2 separate regions of the Sus scrofa genome follow, and region 1 is linked to region 2. Evidence: chromatin contacts called from public Hi-C data. All regions are on one chromosome and are shown on one strand. The core of a region is the stretch at or near the end of the contact, and the rest is flanking DNA. Distances in the headings are between cores, read along the strand shown. Region 1 has its middle 6.1 kb from the start of GNB1. Region 2 overlaps GNB1 (guanine nucleotide-binding protein G(I)/G(S)/G(T) subunit beta-1).

The links. A called contact is a pair of places that touch in the nucleus more often than the background predicts.
Region 1: a Hi-C map of alveolar macrophages shows a contact between it and region 2, with 3 times the contacts expected there. The contact joins two enhancer-like sites. A contact is called at or near these places in 1 of 5 promoter capture datasets (liver), 16 of 47 Hi-C or Micro-C datasets (adipose tissue, alveolar macrophages, blood and 9 more) and 2 of 2 datasets of contacts at active chromatin or transcription factors (alveolar macrophages and skeletal muscle).

Annotation. Positions count from the first base shown.
Region 1 is chr6:63,961,767-63,965,553 of Sscrofa11.1, reverse strand. No RefSeq gene overlaps it. Among named protein-coding and RNA genes, the nearest start is that of GNB1, 6.1 kb to the right of the region's middle. Within about 2 kb of position 1,748, at least 34 of the 83 cell types and tissues checked have an H3K27ac peak or open chromatin away from gene starts, as enhancers often do. A contact at or near this core is called in alveolar macrophages, where this site is marked.
Region 2 is chr6:63,913,707-63,917,922 of Sscrofa11.1, reverse strand. The region is part of intron 1 of GNB1 (guanine nucleotide-binding protein G(I)/G(S)/G(T) subunit beta-1); the gene reads left to right. Among named protein-coding and RNA genes, the nearest start is that of GNB1, 42 kb to the left of the region's middle. Within about 2 kb of position 2,447, at least 11 of the 83 cell types and tissues checked have an H3K27ac peak or open chromatin away from gene starts, as enhancers often do. A contact at or near this core is called in alveolar macrophages, where this site is marked.

The DNA.
Region 1 (3,787 bases), core at 499-2,998, 48 kb before region 2:
AGCACCTGCAGAAGAATTCCAAATCATTCATGCAGATGTTCCCCCTCAAAAAAGGGCGCACGGACCCCACTTCTTCATTGCGATTTCCTTCCAAAGAGGATGGAAAGGCCCAGGGAGCGGGGTCAAGGTCACAGCGGTGGGTCCTGTTGAGGGGATGCACCCTCACCACGATGCCATGAGAAGGACACTGTACCTCTCTGGTCTTCCTTCCAAAACCAACAGCCCTACCAGACAGATGCCCCGACCCGCACTCAAAACCAACTGACTAAGTCATTAAAGGCACGGGAGTCTGAGAACCTGCCGCAGCCAATTTAATGCCACCCAGGGCAGAGGAAGAACCGGATGTGGGGTCCTGGAACAGAGAGAGTCCGCTAGGTAAAAACCAAGGAAATCCCAACCGAGTGTGGACTTCAGTTAATAATGTGCCTTTCTGGCCTATTAATCATGAATGTGAACTGCGCTAATCTAGAGGAAACCTAGGTGACGAGGGTGGCGCTGTCTGTAGTCTCAGCAAGGTCTAAATCTAAAACGAGAAATCCAAGATACACCAATCGGTAACATGCTGCCGTTTAAAACAATCGCCACTTAGGGAGTTCCTGCTGCGGTACGGTGGGCTAAAGATCCGGCTCGTCTCTGCGGCAACACCAGTTCGCTCCCCAGCGTTAAGGACCCCGCGTTGCTGCAGCTGCCCCACGGATTCTGTCCCCCGGCCAGGAACTTCCATGAGCCGCACTGGGGTGGGGGGAAGAGACGCCCCTCAAAAGGCGTTAAATGGACTAACTGGATAAAAACAAATTTCAGATGCTCTCTGTCCACAGACACAACCTACAGAGAGAGGCTGGACATGGGATGCGCTGAGCCGGAGAGGCTGACTGTCCCCGCCCTCCAGGGCCCAGCATCCCACCCGCCCCTCTGCACCCTGCACGTGGCGCGCTTGCTCACGCTCTTGCTGAGTCTGGGGGCGCAGCCTCAGAACATCCTTTTCAAGCAACACAGCATTGCCCTAAAAAACGAATCTCAACGTTAAACATAGGCCTCAAACTGACCACCTTCTTCGACTCCGGAGATTTCGATTAATGTCGAAATCAAGAGCAGGAGAAACAGCTGAGTTGAAAGGAGTTGTTTTCGGAGTTCCCGTCGCGGCTCAGTGGTTAACGAATCTGACTAGGAACCATGAGGTCGCGGGTTGGATCCCTGGCCTCGCTCTGAGGGTTAAGGATCCGGCGTTGCCGTGAGCTGTGGTGTAGGTCGAAGATGCGGCTTGGATCTGGCGTTGCTGTGGCTCTGGCGAAGGCCGGCGGCTTACAGCTCAGATTAGACCTCTAGCCTGGGAACCTCCATATGCCTCGGGTGCGGCCCTAAAAAGGCGAAAGACAGAAAAAACGAAAAAAGAAAAGAAAGGAGTTGATTTCGCGAAGAGCGGGAAGGGGGCGCTGCTAGTTACCAGCCCCGAAAACTGTGGACGGTTTTAGGAAACTCAAGCCTGTTTCGGAACTGGGCACCGTGGCCTTCCGGGATCTTTCTGAGGAAGGCCAGACCCCCAGCCCACCCAAGAGGACGCGGTCGGGAGGGCAGCCTCGGCACCCCCGGCCCCGCCCCAGTCCGGCCCTGCCCTGCGCCCCGCCCCGCCCCTCCACCTCGCCCCGCCCAGCGCCCGCCCCGCCCCGCCCCGATAGGCCCCGCCCCCAGCCCTCCGCTAGGCCCCGCCCCATCCCCGGCCCGGAAGCGGCGCGCCGGGCGTCCACTCCTTGCGGCTGCACCAGGCGGCGCCCGCGGGCCGCGCGCAGCCAAGGCCGGGTGTGCGGCGCGGCGGGCCCTGGCGTTTGCGGTCGGCCCTCCAGAGTTTGGAGCAGGGCGGGGTCGCCTTTCCAGGCCTCCTGCTCGGCCATTTTCCAGCCCTCTTTCCAAAAGGCCGCCCTCCGAGCCTCACTAGTAAGCACAAAAATAGGCGCAAGTATTCTTTTCTTTCACCTGTGCGGTGGCTTGTGGGTGGTGGGGCAGGGTGCCCACTGCCGCTCACCTCGGGCTGAAGCCTGAGTGTTCAGACCCCTGGAGAAGCACCCCTGTCCCCAGACGGTCCTTCGCACCAGGCAGACCCCCCACGGCCCCACTTTACACTAGGACAGGAGCAGGCCCTGGACTGGTGGGCACAGCCTTGTCATCCTGAGACCCTGGCCGGCCTGCTCGGGAGCTGGGGCCCACTGCTCTGCCCAGCTGCCGTGTGACCCAGGGTGGCCCCTGCTCTGCCCAGGCCCCGGGGGCGCACAGCCGACCCTGGCGGCCCTCTGCTCTCTGCCCCCTGCTCCCCTGCAGGGCTCAGGGGTCTCACTGTTCTGAGGGCTCTTCCTTCCTTGTCCCCCTTGGTCCTGCTTGCATGTGACAACAGCAAGGTCATTTTGTCCAAAGGAGAAAAGAGGTTGTGAATGCAGCAAGAGCCTCTGCCTTCTCTGGACCCACTGGGCCCAGCGGCCAGAGGGCAGCAGGAACCTTGAGGTCTGTCCTGCACAGAAGGGACTGGGGCTGGAGGAGGGGAGCCCCCTTGCTGCCTCTCCACAGAGCCTGGCCTTGAGGGCTGCACCTGCAGACCTCGGCACGCAGGGCCAGCCAGGAGGGGTGGGGCACCCGTGTCCCTGGCCTCAAGAGTGCCCCAGGTGGCGCCCGGTGGGGTTGACCACAGCCCCTCACAAGCATTCTCTGTGGAGACTTCCTCCCCAGGGTCTGTCTCAGAGACCTGGACACCTCAGTGTCCACCCAAGCAAGACCTGACCCCCGCAGCCACCAGGGGCTGCTGTAGGGCCAATGGGACAGGATAGACAGGTCTTAGAAGTCTAATGCCACAGGCTGAGCCACCCCCAGAGACCCCAGAGCAGGCCTGGGAGGAGCCCTGGGCATCTGCCCAGGGGAATGTGGCGGGGGCCAGCAGGCCCCAGATGGACGTCACAGCGAGAGCTCCAGGGCCCCAGCTCCTGGCAGCACCCCCCTTGCGTGCCCAGCCATGCCTGCCGGTTTCCAAAACACCCAGTGCCTGCCCCAGGAGGGGTAGCCTGGGGTCCTGCTGGTGCTCTGTGCTCTGCCTGGCACTCTGCTGCTTGGGGTCCTGGCCCCCCAATTCCTCTTCCCCCTCCTCGGGCCACACACATCCGGGGCTTCAAGACCACTGCCCTGCAACTCTGCCTGGCTCAGCTCACGGCCTGGGGCCTGCCTCCCATGGCCCCTTGGAAGCACATCTTGCATCACCTCCCAGGTGGCAGGTGGGCTGGGCCTTGGGGACAGGACTCTTGACAAACAGCCCTCAAGCCCTGGAGGCAGTCCCAAGGGAAGGAGAGCTGCGCCCTCAAGACCGAGGTCCCCCAGTGAGGACTGCCAGGCTGAGGCTCTGGGGCTGGGGTTTGGGGGTGCTGCAGGGGGGGCTGGGGCTGGATATCCCTGCAGAAGGGAGATTGCTGTCCCCCCACTACCAGGCCTGCCTCAGGGCGGACACTGGTGCCTGGTCTGAATGTAAAGTGCCCATGTGACTTGGAGCAGAGACTGGGGCAGAGGGCAGGTGGTGGTAGCAGAGCACAGGACCCAGTGACCCCCCTCTTGCTCTTCCTGCTGGTCCAGCCCACACTGACCTGCAGATACCCCCAAAACTACCCAGATACCACCTCGTTTCAGAAGGCATCTTGGGGATGTCCCTGGCTCCTAGTCCACTGTCCTTCCACTCACTCCCCAGCTGTTGGGACATACACCCTGGTGCCACCCCTGACTCCTCTGTGCCCCTGCCCCTGAGCCACCACACGCCCCG
Region 2 (4,216 bases), core at 1,198-3,697:
ACAGTGAAGTTTTTTTTTTTTTTTTTTTTTTTTTTAAAACCTTTTAATAAACCCAAGAAAATACAGGATAATTAAGAAATACAGGAGTTCCTGCTGTGGTGCGGTGGGTTAAAGATTCGGCATTGCTGCAGCCGTGGCTCAAATTTTTTTTTTATTTTTTTAATTTAAAAAAATTTTTTTTTAGGGCCATGCCTGTGGCGTGTGGAAGTTCCCAGGCTAGGGGTTGAATCGGAGTTGTGGCTGCTGCCCTGTGCCACAGCCACAACAACACAGGACCTGAGCCACATCTGTGACCTACAGCACAGCTCACAGCAATGCTGGATCTTTAACCCACTGAGTGAGGCTAGGGATTGAACCCGTGTTCTTATGGATACTAGTCAGGTTCATTACTGCTAAGTCACGTCGGGAACTCCATGTGGCTCAGGTTTGATCCCTGACTCAGGAACCTCCATATGCCTCGAGTGTGGCCATTGAAAAAAAGAAAAAAAGAAAAGCAACTGAACGTAGTTAGAAATGTACTCTTCAGCGCCCGGGGTTAGCCCAGACTGTCCAGTGTGGGAGCTGTCACGAGAGCTCACCTGTGCCTCTCCTATCCCTGGCAGACCTTGCTGTGGAGCTGGGCTCAGCCCATACTTGGATGGTCAAAACTGCAACCCCAGAATGTTCTTTGTTTTTTCTTTTCTTTTGTGGCCATATCTGCGGCATGCAGAACTTCTGGGGCCAGGGCTCGAACCCACGCCACTGCAATGACACTGAGCCACAGCAGTGACAATGCCGTATCCTTAATCTGCTGAACCACCAGGGAGCTCTGCCATTTTAATGTACTTGAGAAAGAAATGGTGCAAATGTGAGATTTTTGATGCATCCGTGTGAGGTCATTGCGTGGTGTGACGCTGGAAGTCTGGCTGGCAGTGTTCCACAGCAAATGCAAGTTTTGTACAGAACATCCAGTGTAGCACCTGCAGATATTCCTTGAGGAACCTCTGGACACAGTGGAAGTGAGGCCTTCTGGGAAATGGGTGCGGAGCCTCTGCGGCTCTGGGGCAAGGTGTGCCTTCGGGTCAAGATCCGTGCGCACACGTGCGGCAGAACATCCTCTCTGGGGGAGTCCTTTGTGTGTCCTGTTGCAGTAGGTTGGCTCTTTTCAGTTTAACAAACATCTCCCTTTCTGCCCAAATAAAGTAAAGGCTCATCCTCAAGCTGAGGCAGCCTGCAAATTTGTTTTCATCTTCCTGAGTCTGAATTTTGAGCAGAAGTGGGATGGCTTGCTTTTCTGCTTTGATTCTGGCTTGCAGCAGGTTTGAGGGGAGTACACTTCTTTGGCCAGTAATTTTTGAGCAAAGTATTTTGGTATTGTGAAGGTTACAGGGGTTTACCATTAAAAATATTCGGAGCCTGTGGCTGAAGATTACAAAACCCACGTGGAATTCGACTAAAGATTGGCTTAACTTTGCATACTTTCTCTAGCCAGAGATACTGTTTCTGTTGTCCTTGTCTGGTCAACAGTGAAAAATCATGAGATACACAAAAAGTGGTCTGTTGTTAATAGATAAGGAATTAGGAGTTCTCTTGTGGTGCAGCGGGTTAAGAATCTGATGTCGGCACTTCTGTGGTTTAGATCACTGCTCTGGCCAGGGTTTGATCCCTGGCCCGAGAAGTCACACATGCAGGTGCAGGGGAACAAAAACAAGGAAGGAATCAGTGGAAGCCGACTCGAAGATGACCCAGAAGTTGGAACGGTTAGGGCGTCACTGTAGCTGTGATTGCAGCCGAGGTAAATTGGAAGAGAACACTCTCTGGAAAGCCCCCAAATACTTGAAAATTAAACAAAGATGATAACATAAAGGAAAAGAAAACAAGGTTTTGTTTTGTTTTTGCCATAGCAGTGACCCAAGCTGATGCAGTGACAGGGCTGCCAGATCCTTAGGCACTAGGCCCACCAGGGAACTCTGAAAATATTTTAACTTGAAAGTGAAAGCAAAGCATATCAACATTTGTGGGGCATAATCAAAGTCGTGCTTATAATAGAGAAGTTAATAGAATTAAATGCTTGCTACAGAAAACAAAAGAGATCTCAACAATCTAAGCTTCTGCCTTAAGAAACTTTTAAAAGAAGATTGATTTCGAAACAAGCAGAAAGAAGAAAATAATGAAAATAAGGGCAGAATTTCACAGAATTGAAAACAAACACAGTAAAGAAAATCAGTGAAACTGAAAGTTGGTCTTTTGAAAAAATCAAATTGATAAACCTCTAACCAGCCTGAGAAAAATGAAACACTTAAAATGAATAAAAATTAATTAAATATGAAAGTTAAAAATTCATCAGTTTTGGAGTTCCCGTCGTGGCTCAGCGGAAACGAACCTGACTCATATCCATGAGGACACGGTTCAGTCACTCACTGGCCTCGCTCCGTGTGTTAAGGATCCAGTGTTGCTATGAGCTGTGGTGTAACCCGCAGACACGGCTGGTGTCCCAAGTTGCTGTGGCTGGGGTGTAGGCTGGCAGCTACAGCTCAGATTTGACCCCTAGCTTGGGAACTTCCATATGCTGTGGGTGTGGCCCTAAAAAAATTTAAAAATTCACCTGTTTTTAAAAGTACACTCTTAAAAAGCAGGGGTTCCAGGAGTTTCTGTCGTGGCTCCACAGTAACGAACTCGACTCGTTTCCTTGAGGGCACGGATGGGATCCCTGGCCTGGTCTTGCTCAGGGGGTTAAGGATCCGGTGTTGCCGTGAGCTCCTGTGTAGGTTTGCAGATATGGCTTGGATCCCGAATTGCTGTGGCTGTGGTGGAGGCGGCTGCTCCAATTCGACTCCTAGCTGGAAACTTCCATGGCCGTGGGTGTGGCCTTAAAAAGAAAAAGCAGGAGTTCCTGTCGTGGCGCAGTGGTTAACGAATCCAACTAGGAACCATGAGGTTGCGGGTTCGATCCCTGCCCTTGCTCAGTGGGTTAAGGATCCGGCGTTGCCGTGAGCTGTGGTGTAGGTCACAGATTCGGCTCAGCTCCTGTGTTGCTGTGGCTCTGGCGTAGGCCAGTGGCTACAGCTCCGATTGGACCCCTGGCCTGGGAACCTCCATATGCCGCGGGAGCGGCCCAAGAAAATGGCAAAAAGACCAAAAAAAAAAAAAGCAAATCCTTCCATATGTAATAACTTTCGAAGCCACAGGCGGCTGAGAGTATATCGGGGAACGTTCTGTGCCTTCCACCAGGGTCAGCCCTTTGCAGCCTCCTGGGGCCACGCTCTCCCTCTGCGTGTGCTTCTGGGTCCATCCCTGGGTTGTGGTAGGTCTCCTGACACGTTGCTCCTGCAGCGCCAGCATGCGCTTGGGAACCAGGACCTTCCGGACCCGCACAGGCACAGGCGCCTCATTGTCCCTGGACCTTAGCAGTGATTCCGTGGGGCCTGAGCCAAGTCCTTATTTGTATTCCTTCAGTTTTCTTCAGAATGTCCTCATGCCCTTTTTTTTTTTTTTTTTTTTTTTTTTTGCCTTTTGTCTTTTTGTCTTTTGTTGTTGTTGTTGTTGTTGTTGCTATTTCTTGGGCCGCTCCCGCGGCATATGGAGGTTCCCAGGCTAGGGGTTGAATCGGAGCTGTAGCCACCGGCCTACGCCAGAGGCACAGCAACGCAGGATCCGAGCCACGTCTGCAACCTACACCACAGCTCACGGCAATGCCGGATTGTTAACCCACTGAGCAAGGGCAGGGACGGAACCCGCAACCTCATGGTTCCTAGTTGGATTCGTTAACCACTGCGCCACGACGGGAACTCCCTCATGCCCTTTTCTTGTTTTTATTGCCTACTTTTTTCTTTAAGAGTTTTATTTTGAAATGATTTTATTTTTTTCTATTTTTAAAGTTTCATTGAAGTATAGGTGATTTACACGTTGATTAGTTTCTGCTGTATAACGTGCCCCTTGTTCAGAGCCAGGGTGTGCATTTTGTTGTCGTGTCTCCAGAGGGTCCCCGTGTCTTGAGCAGTCTTCCCGCCTTCGTTGTCCTCACGTTGCCATCTCACACTGTCCCACGTTGTGCACTTTGAAAGATTTCCTCGTGATTGGATGCAGGCAATACTCGAGGGTGACCTGTACTGCCCATTTCATCATATCATGAGGTACCCAGCACTGGTTTGTTCCTTGTTTTTTGTCTTTTTAGGGCCGCTCCCACAGCATATGGAGGTTGCCGGGCTAGGGGTCTAATTAGAGCTGTAGCCGCCAG